Linked DNA regions of Pan troglodytes: region 1 is linked to region 2. The links are chromatin contacts, called in public Hi-C maps. All regions are on one chromosome and are shown on one strand. Each heading gives the region's core, a stretch centred on a gene start, on an enhancer-like site or on the middle of the called end of the contact. The rest is flanking DNA. Distances are from core to core; before and after follow the strand shown.

Region 1 (4,278 bases), core at 328-2,827, 150 kb before region 2:
TCCCGAGTAGCTGGGACTACAGGCAACTGCCACCATGCTCAGCTAGTTTTTAAATATTTTTAGTAGAGATGGGGTTTCACCATGTTGGCCAGGCTGGTCTGGAACTCCCGACCTCAAGTGATCCGCCTACCTCGGCCTCCTAAAGCGCTGAGATTACAGGCCTGAGCCACTGCGCCCGGCCTTTCTCTTCTTTTTCATGATATACTACTGGATTTGTCTGTGCTTGTAATTATTTTAGCTGTTTATTACAAAAAAATGGTACTGTACCTTTATGGGAATAATTAGCACCTATCTGAATATTTAAGTTGCCGATTTTGGCAAATATGAAGTCCAAGTTGTCTTGTTTTGTTTACCTTTATATCCTCTCTCCCTTCTTGAGAAGACATATTTTCATTTAAAATAAACCCACTTGGCCGGACGCAGTGGCTCACGCCTGTAATCCCAGCACTTTGGAAGGCCGAGGCGGGTGGATCACGAGGTCAGGAGATCGAGACTATTAGCCGGGCGCGGTGGCGGGCGCCTGTAGTCCCAGCTACCCCAGGGAGGCTGAGGCAGGAGAATGGCGTGAACCCGGGAGGCGGAGCTTGCAGTGAGCCGAGATCGCGCCACTGCACTCCAGCCTGGGCGACAGAGAGAGATTCCGTCTCTAAATACATACATACATACATACATACATAATAAATAAAATAAAATAAACCCACTCACCCCCACCCCGACTCCCCAGCTGTAGCAGGGAAGGATTAAGAAGGCGGGGTGGGGGGATGGGGGAAGCCCTGTTAGGTAGTGCTGCGTTGGGCCCACTTCTGAGGGTTTAATCCTAGTAGGGTCTTTGGAGTTCTTTCTTCGGAGGCGCGTAGCTCTGCATTATTTAAAACTGTTTCCCGCAAACCCGCAATCCCTTAGGCCAAAGGCACCCCTAACGCGGAAGGTCTACGAACGGAAATGTCCGGAGTTAGAGAGCGGCCTTTCGGGCAGCTGCCCCGGCTTCTCCAAGGCCGGAGGGCCGGCTGGGAGCGCTGCAAGCCAGAGAGGGCGATCCCAGCGGGACCCGCGGCCTGAGGATAGGCCTGGAGCTGCCGCCTCCGCCAGGCGACGGGGAAACCCTCGGAAGTGGGTTTCCGCGCGAAAGTAGCATTGCGGCCAGGCGGGAAACGTGTTCGCGAAGCAGGAGGGCCCCCGGGGCCTTTCCCGGGCGACCCGACCCGCCAGGCCGCGTGGCGGGAGCTTTCCTGTTGAGCGCGGTGGAGCGCACACATTTCCTTCAGTTCTTTCTCAGAAGTTTAGGCCGCACCCGCCCGCGCCCCCTTTCCACGATTATACAAGTGCACGCCAGGGTTTCTTATTTTTGGTGTGTTTTTGAGACCAAAGAACCATATCCGCTAAGCCTGAGGAGGCACCCGCCCCCTCAGCTCTGAAACGAGGCCTCAAAACGGCAACCGATGTGGGTAGCCGCGCAATCTTCCGAAACCCAAAGGCTAGAGGGCGTGCCCAGTGGCCAGGTGCAGGCGGTGGGGCACCTAACGGCTTTGGGTAGCCCCGCCCCTCCGACCCGCCCTCTCCGCGCCTGCCCATTTTCGTTCCCTCGGGTCTGTAACCGTCTCCCGGGCCGCTTCCTCTTTAAGGCGGAGCCCGGCGTGGATCTCGCGAGATCCGGCTTGGCGCCGTGACCTCCATGTGGGAGCTCCAGCTCTATAAGTAAACACTCTGCGCGGCGCAGACATGGCCTCTTCCTATCTTTGAGGCGGTGTCTGCGGCAGCGCCTCAGAGTGGTTCAGGTCGTCTCTCCTCAAGTCGGCTAGTCGGGCGCGCGGGCTGAGAGTCGTCGCCGCCTGTCGGGCCCGGCGTCCGGTCGGTCCAGTGGGCGCGCTCGCCCGCCTGCCGCTGAGGGCCCGAGCCGCAGGGAAAGCGGCGCGGGCCGGGCGGGGCGCGGCGCCCAGAGCTCAGGGGGAGACAAAGGGGACCGGTTCCTCTCTAGGCGCCAAGATGTGGATACAGGTTCGCACCATTGATGGCTCCAAGACGTGCACCATTGAGGACGTGTCTCGCAAAGCCACGATTGAGGAGCTGCGCGAGCGGGTGTGGGCGCTGTTCGACGTGCGGCCCGAATGCCAGCGCCTCTTCTACCGGGGCAAGCAGGTGAGGCGCGCCCGCCGCGCCCCTAGCGAGGCTGGGGGCCGGAACAGCTGGGCTCCTCTGGACGCACCGGTCCGAGGGCTCTGTGCGCCGCGCGCGCAGGGCTCACCTGGCTCCGCTGCGGGTGGGCAGCCCCCGCGAGGCGCGGGGTGCGGGGCCCAGTCCCGCCGAATGGTGGGGAGTGGGTCCCTGCCAGCCCCAACTGGAGGTGCGCCGCGCGGGGTCAGAAGTGAGGGCGTCCGGAGCGCAAATATCTCGCCGTTTGTATTTGGTAGGACAGCGGCCGTAGGCACTGGGTGCCCAGGTCCCTCGCTTCCCGCGCTCGGCGGGGCCTGGGGCCCCCAGAGGGCGGGGAGGGCAGAGGGCTCTGGCGGCCATGCCACCGCGCGGGAGACCCGGAGAGCTGGCTCACCCGGCTGAGCGTCCGCCTGGCTTCCGCGGCTCTTCCGCGTCTTCGGCTCTCAAACAGGGGAAACTCGGGCATTGAGTTCTCAAGAATAAGAACCCTAGCTCTGCTTCCTGACTGGGGTACGATTCGCGCAAACTGAAGATTCGAAGGGTTTCCAGAACTTCTGGTCCCTCTCCCTCGCCGCCTTTCCTAGGTTTGGAATGTCTCGAGGGAGGTTAGAGACCTGGGCATGAAGAAACTGTCGGTTTAACCGGGGGCCGGGTTTACGAATGCCCTGTATAAGCCAAGAGTTTTATTCCCGAAGTGAAAAGGAGTATAAGACTGTTTTGCTTTTCTTACTTCTCGCCTTCTAATACTCATCTCGTTCACGCTTTAAGCATAGCACTGCAGCATAGCCAGCGGTGCATACTTGAAGGCTGTCTGTGGGCATCTCTGGTATTTTTATGGTCTGGCCAGTCTAAGTTTTTTTCCTATTCCACAAGTCTCTTATAATCTATATCCCTAGCCACTCAGACCCATCGTATTTTTCTTTGTCTTCATGTTGTTGTTAATACACTAAAAAGTTGGCATCCTGAGTTGATAGACCACAGTTTGGCTCCAATCCTGTGGTTTTAAATAAGTGTAGCTCTTTGATTTGGTAGAAGTAGCCTACAGTTGCAAACTACTTAAAAGGAATATTTTCCTCCCCTTCACAGGCTTAGTTTTCGAAGACTGTCCAGAAATTTCATAGTAACAAATTACACTTTGGGAAGGAGAGAGCTTTTTTTCCCCCTTTCTTTCTCTCTCTAAAATAATGTTATAGCACCTTTGATTTGTGTTTGCAGCCAGTTTTGTATTGACTCCTTAGTGTTTGACTTGTAAAAACAGGTATTTAGTTGTAAGCTTTGCTTTTGAAATAATTGTACACTTGTTAAATACTACATAGATTTGCTTTGCTGTGCCTCAAGTGGCTGATACCGTTTCCTTTTGATCATAAGTGAAAAAGCATGTAATCGTTTGATGCATTTTATTTTCTAGCTGGGGACAAATAGTACATGAATTCCTAGGACACTGGTGATTTCAGCACCAGAGATAGAAATGAAGGATGTTCCTGGGCAACACTCTTAAAATCTTTATTATCAAATATGCTAAAATAATTATCACATATGGGATTGGGTTAAATTCAAGGCAACAAAGTAGACTTTCAGTAAACCAGGAAGCTCATTCCAGATTCCAGGGAAAACTGAGGATAACCGTTGCACTTCCTCTTCCAGGGTCCTAGTGGGTAATTCACTACTTGGGTTTCTTCAGCCCAGTAATAAACCAGTAGGGAAGAGGAATAGACCTTTGGTGCCAGCCATTAACTTGGAAACAGAAAAGGAAGGTCATTGGTACCAGCTGTGTGTTCACTTTCTTATGCGCTGACGAGTAGCTATGGCAAGCAGTGTTATCTTTCGTGGTCTTTGGAGCTCCACAGATGAGGTAGCCAGCCTGTAGCAGGTAGCTACTGGAATGGCATCACAGAAAGTCCCCGTCCTGTAAAATACCATGTCCTCACTGGAAAAAGGTACCCCTACTTCAAAATACTTTACTGCCACGTAGTGAAAAATGTCATAAATTGTAGACAATACATTTATTTTTATTTAAGTGGTACCCACCCCCCATACTCCATTCGTATGTTAGGCTCCAGCTTTTAATCTTTGGTATGTATCAGAATCGCTTGTGGATATTTATTATAGATGTTCAGCTCACCCCAG
Region 2 (3,991 bases), core at 1,358-3,857:
AAAAAATATTCCCATACAGGTTTTGAGCTTTCTTTGTTGATTTACATATAACATAATTTGTTTCCTTTGGTCAATGTTTTCCCTTTGTATAGGAAACTCAGACTCTGAACAGCAAACTTAATTGTTTTTCTTTAGAGTTTTAATTTTTTCGTAAGATCTGGAGGTCTGCTGAGTAAGTCAGGATTTGACTAACAAATTGAAATATTAATTATAAAGTGTTAAAGGCCATGCCTGGTACATGGTAATTGCCATATAAGTGTTTGTTAAATAAATTTGTATTCTCCCAAAGTAAACTCATAAATCAAGAAGTTAGGCATTCCATTTTAGGAACCTCTGAAATTTAACCTAAGAGAAAATGTGAAAATAACTTCAAAAAGCAGCTTGAAAGAAAAGACCCATCAGGAGCCCAGGCACTTCTGTAGCACATGATTTCCCCACACTCCCTTTCAAAAAAGAAGGATATATTTTGCTGGATTCCATTAGAATCTATTGTGTGGGAGCAGCTGCCTCAGACATCAGTGATGTGAAAAAATCTTCCCTGATTAGTGAATACTAAATCATTTTCTTCTCTAACTAAGAAAGTTGGCTTTAATTAAAAAAAATTTTTTTTTGAGAGGGAGTCTCGCTCTGTTGCCCAGGCTGGAGTGCAGTGGTGCGATCTCAGCTCACTGCAACCTCTGCCTCCTGGATTCAAGTGATTCTCCTGCCTCAGCCTCCCTCAGTAGCTGGGATTACAGGCGTGCACCACCATGCCTGGCTAATTTTTGTGTTTTTAGTAGAGACAGGGTTTTGCTATGTTGGCCAGGCTGGTCTTGAACTCCTGACCTTAGGTGATCTGCCTGCCTCAGCCTCCCAATGTGCTGGGATTACAGGCATGAGCCACCATGCCCAAGCTAATTAAAATTTCTGATCCAGAAGGATGCCAACATTTCCAGGCTAATAAGCTGTGTATTTCTACCAGCTCAGTGGCTGGAGGGCTTCCCTGCCTCTCCCTTTCCCCCTCTCCCTGAAGCGCAGCACCCAGCCCCTCTCCCTCCTGCAGAGTGAAATGGCCTCTCATGACACTTCAGTGACGGCAGGATGGGCAATGGGGCCAAGAGAAACATCACACACAGTGGGTGGAGAAGGGAAGGAGGACAGGAAAACACAAAGAGAGGGGACAGGAACCAGAAAGAATCCACGAGTCACGGAAGAACCCCGCCCAGGCCAAACCCAAAGGCCTTTCATTCTTTCTCCTCGGCCTTTCCAGTTTGGTCCCCAGCTGATGGACATTCACAGCTACTTCCTGGTGTCAGATTGGGGAATTTGGGAAATGGCGAGGGGTGGGAAGCATTACTGCGTGGAAAGAATCTGGATTTTAGCTGGCCCTTTGCCATTTGCTAGTCACCTGCTTTCTGCAAACACTGCTTTCTGCGGCCTCTCCGCCAAGCAGTGGAGGAGTGGGGTGGAGATGTCACACAGGACAGCCTGCCCCTTTCCAGCATCCCCAGGCTCCTGGGCACCTCGTGGGGAAAGATACTAATGAAGAGGAACTCCAGAGACGACCTCAGAACATGGAAGCCATGAGGGAAAAACAGACAGGAGAGAATCTGGCATTGTTTTACTGGCTGGACACCTGGAGCTCCAAAGTTTCCTTTCTGATTCTGTGAAAGTGCCAAGACTCTCAGGTCCCAAGAGCAATTATAGTTCTAAACTAATCATTCCTTAGAAAGCTGAGAATTCAGAACCACGAATGAACAAACTGTGGGGGAATTTCAGGGTCTGTGTCTGTCTGGTTGACCACTTCACTTCTCTCTGGACTGGCAAGCAGTCCTTGACCAGGGTTTAATCATTTATTCAATTCACGAATGGCCTGTTTTTCAAAGATCTTTAGACATGAATTCTAGGGCCAGGTGCAGAGGGTCATGCCTGTAATCCTGGTCTCCCTAGCACTTTGGGAGGCTTCCTTGAGCCCAGGAGTTCAAGGCTGCAGTGAGCTATGAAGAGAAAAAAAAAAAAAAAAGGGCCGGGCGCAGTGGCTCACACCTATAATCCCAGCACTTTGAGAGGTCGAGGGGCGGGTGGATCACCTGAGGTCAGGAGTTCGAGACTAGCCTGATCAACATGGTGAAACTCTGTTTCTACTAAAAATACAAAAATTAGCCGGGCGTGGTGGCGCATGCCTGTAATCCCAGCTACTCAGGAGGCTGAGGCACGAGAATCGCTTGAACCCAGGAGGCAGAGGTTGCAGTGAGCCGAGATTGGGCCATTGCACTCCAGCCTGGGGAACAGGGCGAGACTCCATCTCAAAAAAAAAAAAAAAATTCTATTCCCCAACCAAGATGAAAGCCTGGAAAGACACACCTGTGGAATCAGGATGACCTACGCAAGGGAAGGAGGGAAAAAAATGTTCCTTCGTTTCCCCTGTTATGAAAGGGAAGTGAAACACTTTCAGCTTTTTTTATTGCAAATTCCAGGCAACTAGCCATAAGTAACCTTCCAGTGGTAATAAAACCAGAAATGGACTAAGATCGGGCCACTACCACTCCACCCTACTTACTTAGCCAGCCAGCACCACCCTATCCCCTTTGTCTGCAACTCTCTGGTATCAGCAGATGCTTTTGCCCTGCTCTCGGCTCCTAGGCGATGCTCCTATTAAGGACTTCCGCTCCACAGCTCAGTACAAACTCTAGCATAGCACTGGCCATCAAAATGAAGGAACCAGGAACACAGGCCTCCTCTGGCACAAGCTGAGGCCTGAGTTAGGTCACTGCTACAGGCACTGCCCCTGGGGGGGGGCGAGTGGTGTCCATTAGTACCTGCTGGTCCCCACAGTGGTCCCCAAGAGGCGATTGGGATCCTGGAGACCAGGTTCTCATATCCAAAGCAAACAATGAAGCAGGACCGTGAACTCTGCTTTATGCCTTTTTTGGTGCTTGAAGTTGAGAATCATCTAATGGAGAATTTATTTATTCAACAAATATTTTTTGAGCATACTATGACCAGAACTGGGCTTCAGCACAACAGGGGTTACTGAAGAATTAAAGCATGGTCTCTGCCCTTCATCCAGGCCCAGGGCCGGGGCTGAGCCAAGGAGAGGATGCTTGCAATGGCAACATTCCTGCCCTCTTCCTCCCTCTGCTCCCTAGAGAGCAGTTCCACAGCCAACTGGCTGACGTTTGCATTCTGGGTTTGAGCAAGTCTTTTATCTCTGAATGTTTTTCCTCAAAATGGTCAAGTGGGATGTCTTGGAAGCAAGGATCATAATGGCTAGTTCACAGAAATTTGTTTCTTGACTATATGTTCCCTCATCTGCTTCCAAGAAGGCTTGGAGGGAGTGTCCCACAGAAGGGACCCTGAGAGCCAGGACCTCTGTGCCCCATGGTGAGCAAGCGCCACCTCCTGCCATACTCACCGTTCTGTGCCCCTCTCCTTTCTGGTTTAAGTAGGCTCGGATAGTGGCCAGTCCAGCATATTCTCCCTGGGCTCCGCTTGCAAAGACAAGAAGAAAAGGATCACGGTTAGGTCTTCTGGCTTTCATTTACTCATTCAATATTTATTGGGCCCTGGCCAGGGGTTCACCAGCACGTGACACATAGTCACTGTCCAGATGCTGAGAGAAGCTCATCAAGGAGCTCCGCTGGAGTCAAAAGGTCTTGAACAATCAAAACAATCAAAGCAACAGCATCCAGTTTGTGCACTACAGCTCAACCACTCCTACCCAAAGACGGAGCTTTCTATACACTTGCTCAGGACCACGCATTGAAAATAGCCTTTTGTTATTATGAAAAATTTCAAAACTATACCAAAATACAGTGAAGAACAAAAGGAACTACCACGTGTGTGTCAGCCAGCTGTAACAACATGGTTTACGGTCAATCTTATTTCCTATTATATTTCTCACTAACCACTTTCATGCTGAACTATATATTTTGAAGCAAACTTCAAACATCCTATCATCAGTTCAAATGTCAATATGCAGCCTTCAGAGATAAGTATTGTTTTTAAAAAT

What was found. Hi-C and Micro-C count contacts between places; a contact is called where the count stands out from the background.
Region 1: a Hi-C map of stem cell-derived neural progenitor cells shows a contact between it and region 2, with 2.6 times the contacts expected there. The contact joins the promoter of UHRF2 here to the enhancer-like site in region 2. A contact is called at or near these places in 1 of 7 Hi-C or Micro-C datasets (stem cell-derived neural progenitor cells) and 1 of 1 datasets of contacts at active chromatin or transcription factors (stem cell-derived excitatory neurons).

What each region holds. Positions count from the first base shown.
Region 1 is chr11:109,520,050-109,524,327 of NHGRI_mPanTro3-v2.0_pri, reverse strand. UHRF2 (ubiquitin like with PHD and ring finger domains 2) reads left to right here and starts at 1,577. Exons shown (of 16, transcript XM_001142916.8): 1 at 1,577-2,136. The coding sequence starts at 1,984.
Region 2 is chr11:109,370,452-109,374,442 of NHGRI_mPanTro3-v2.0_pri, reverse strand. GLDC (glycine decarboxylase) reads right to left here. Exons shown (of 26, transcript XR_010148783.1): 16 at 3,395-3,470. Among named protein-coding and RNA genes, the nearest start is that of GLDC, 77 kb to the right of the region's middle. Within about 2 kb of position 2,607, at least 6 of the 24 cell types and tissues checked have an H3K27ac peak or open chromatin away from gene starts, as enhancers often do. A contact at or near this core is called in stem cell-derived neural progenitor cells, where this site is marked.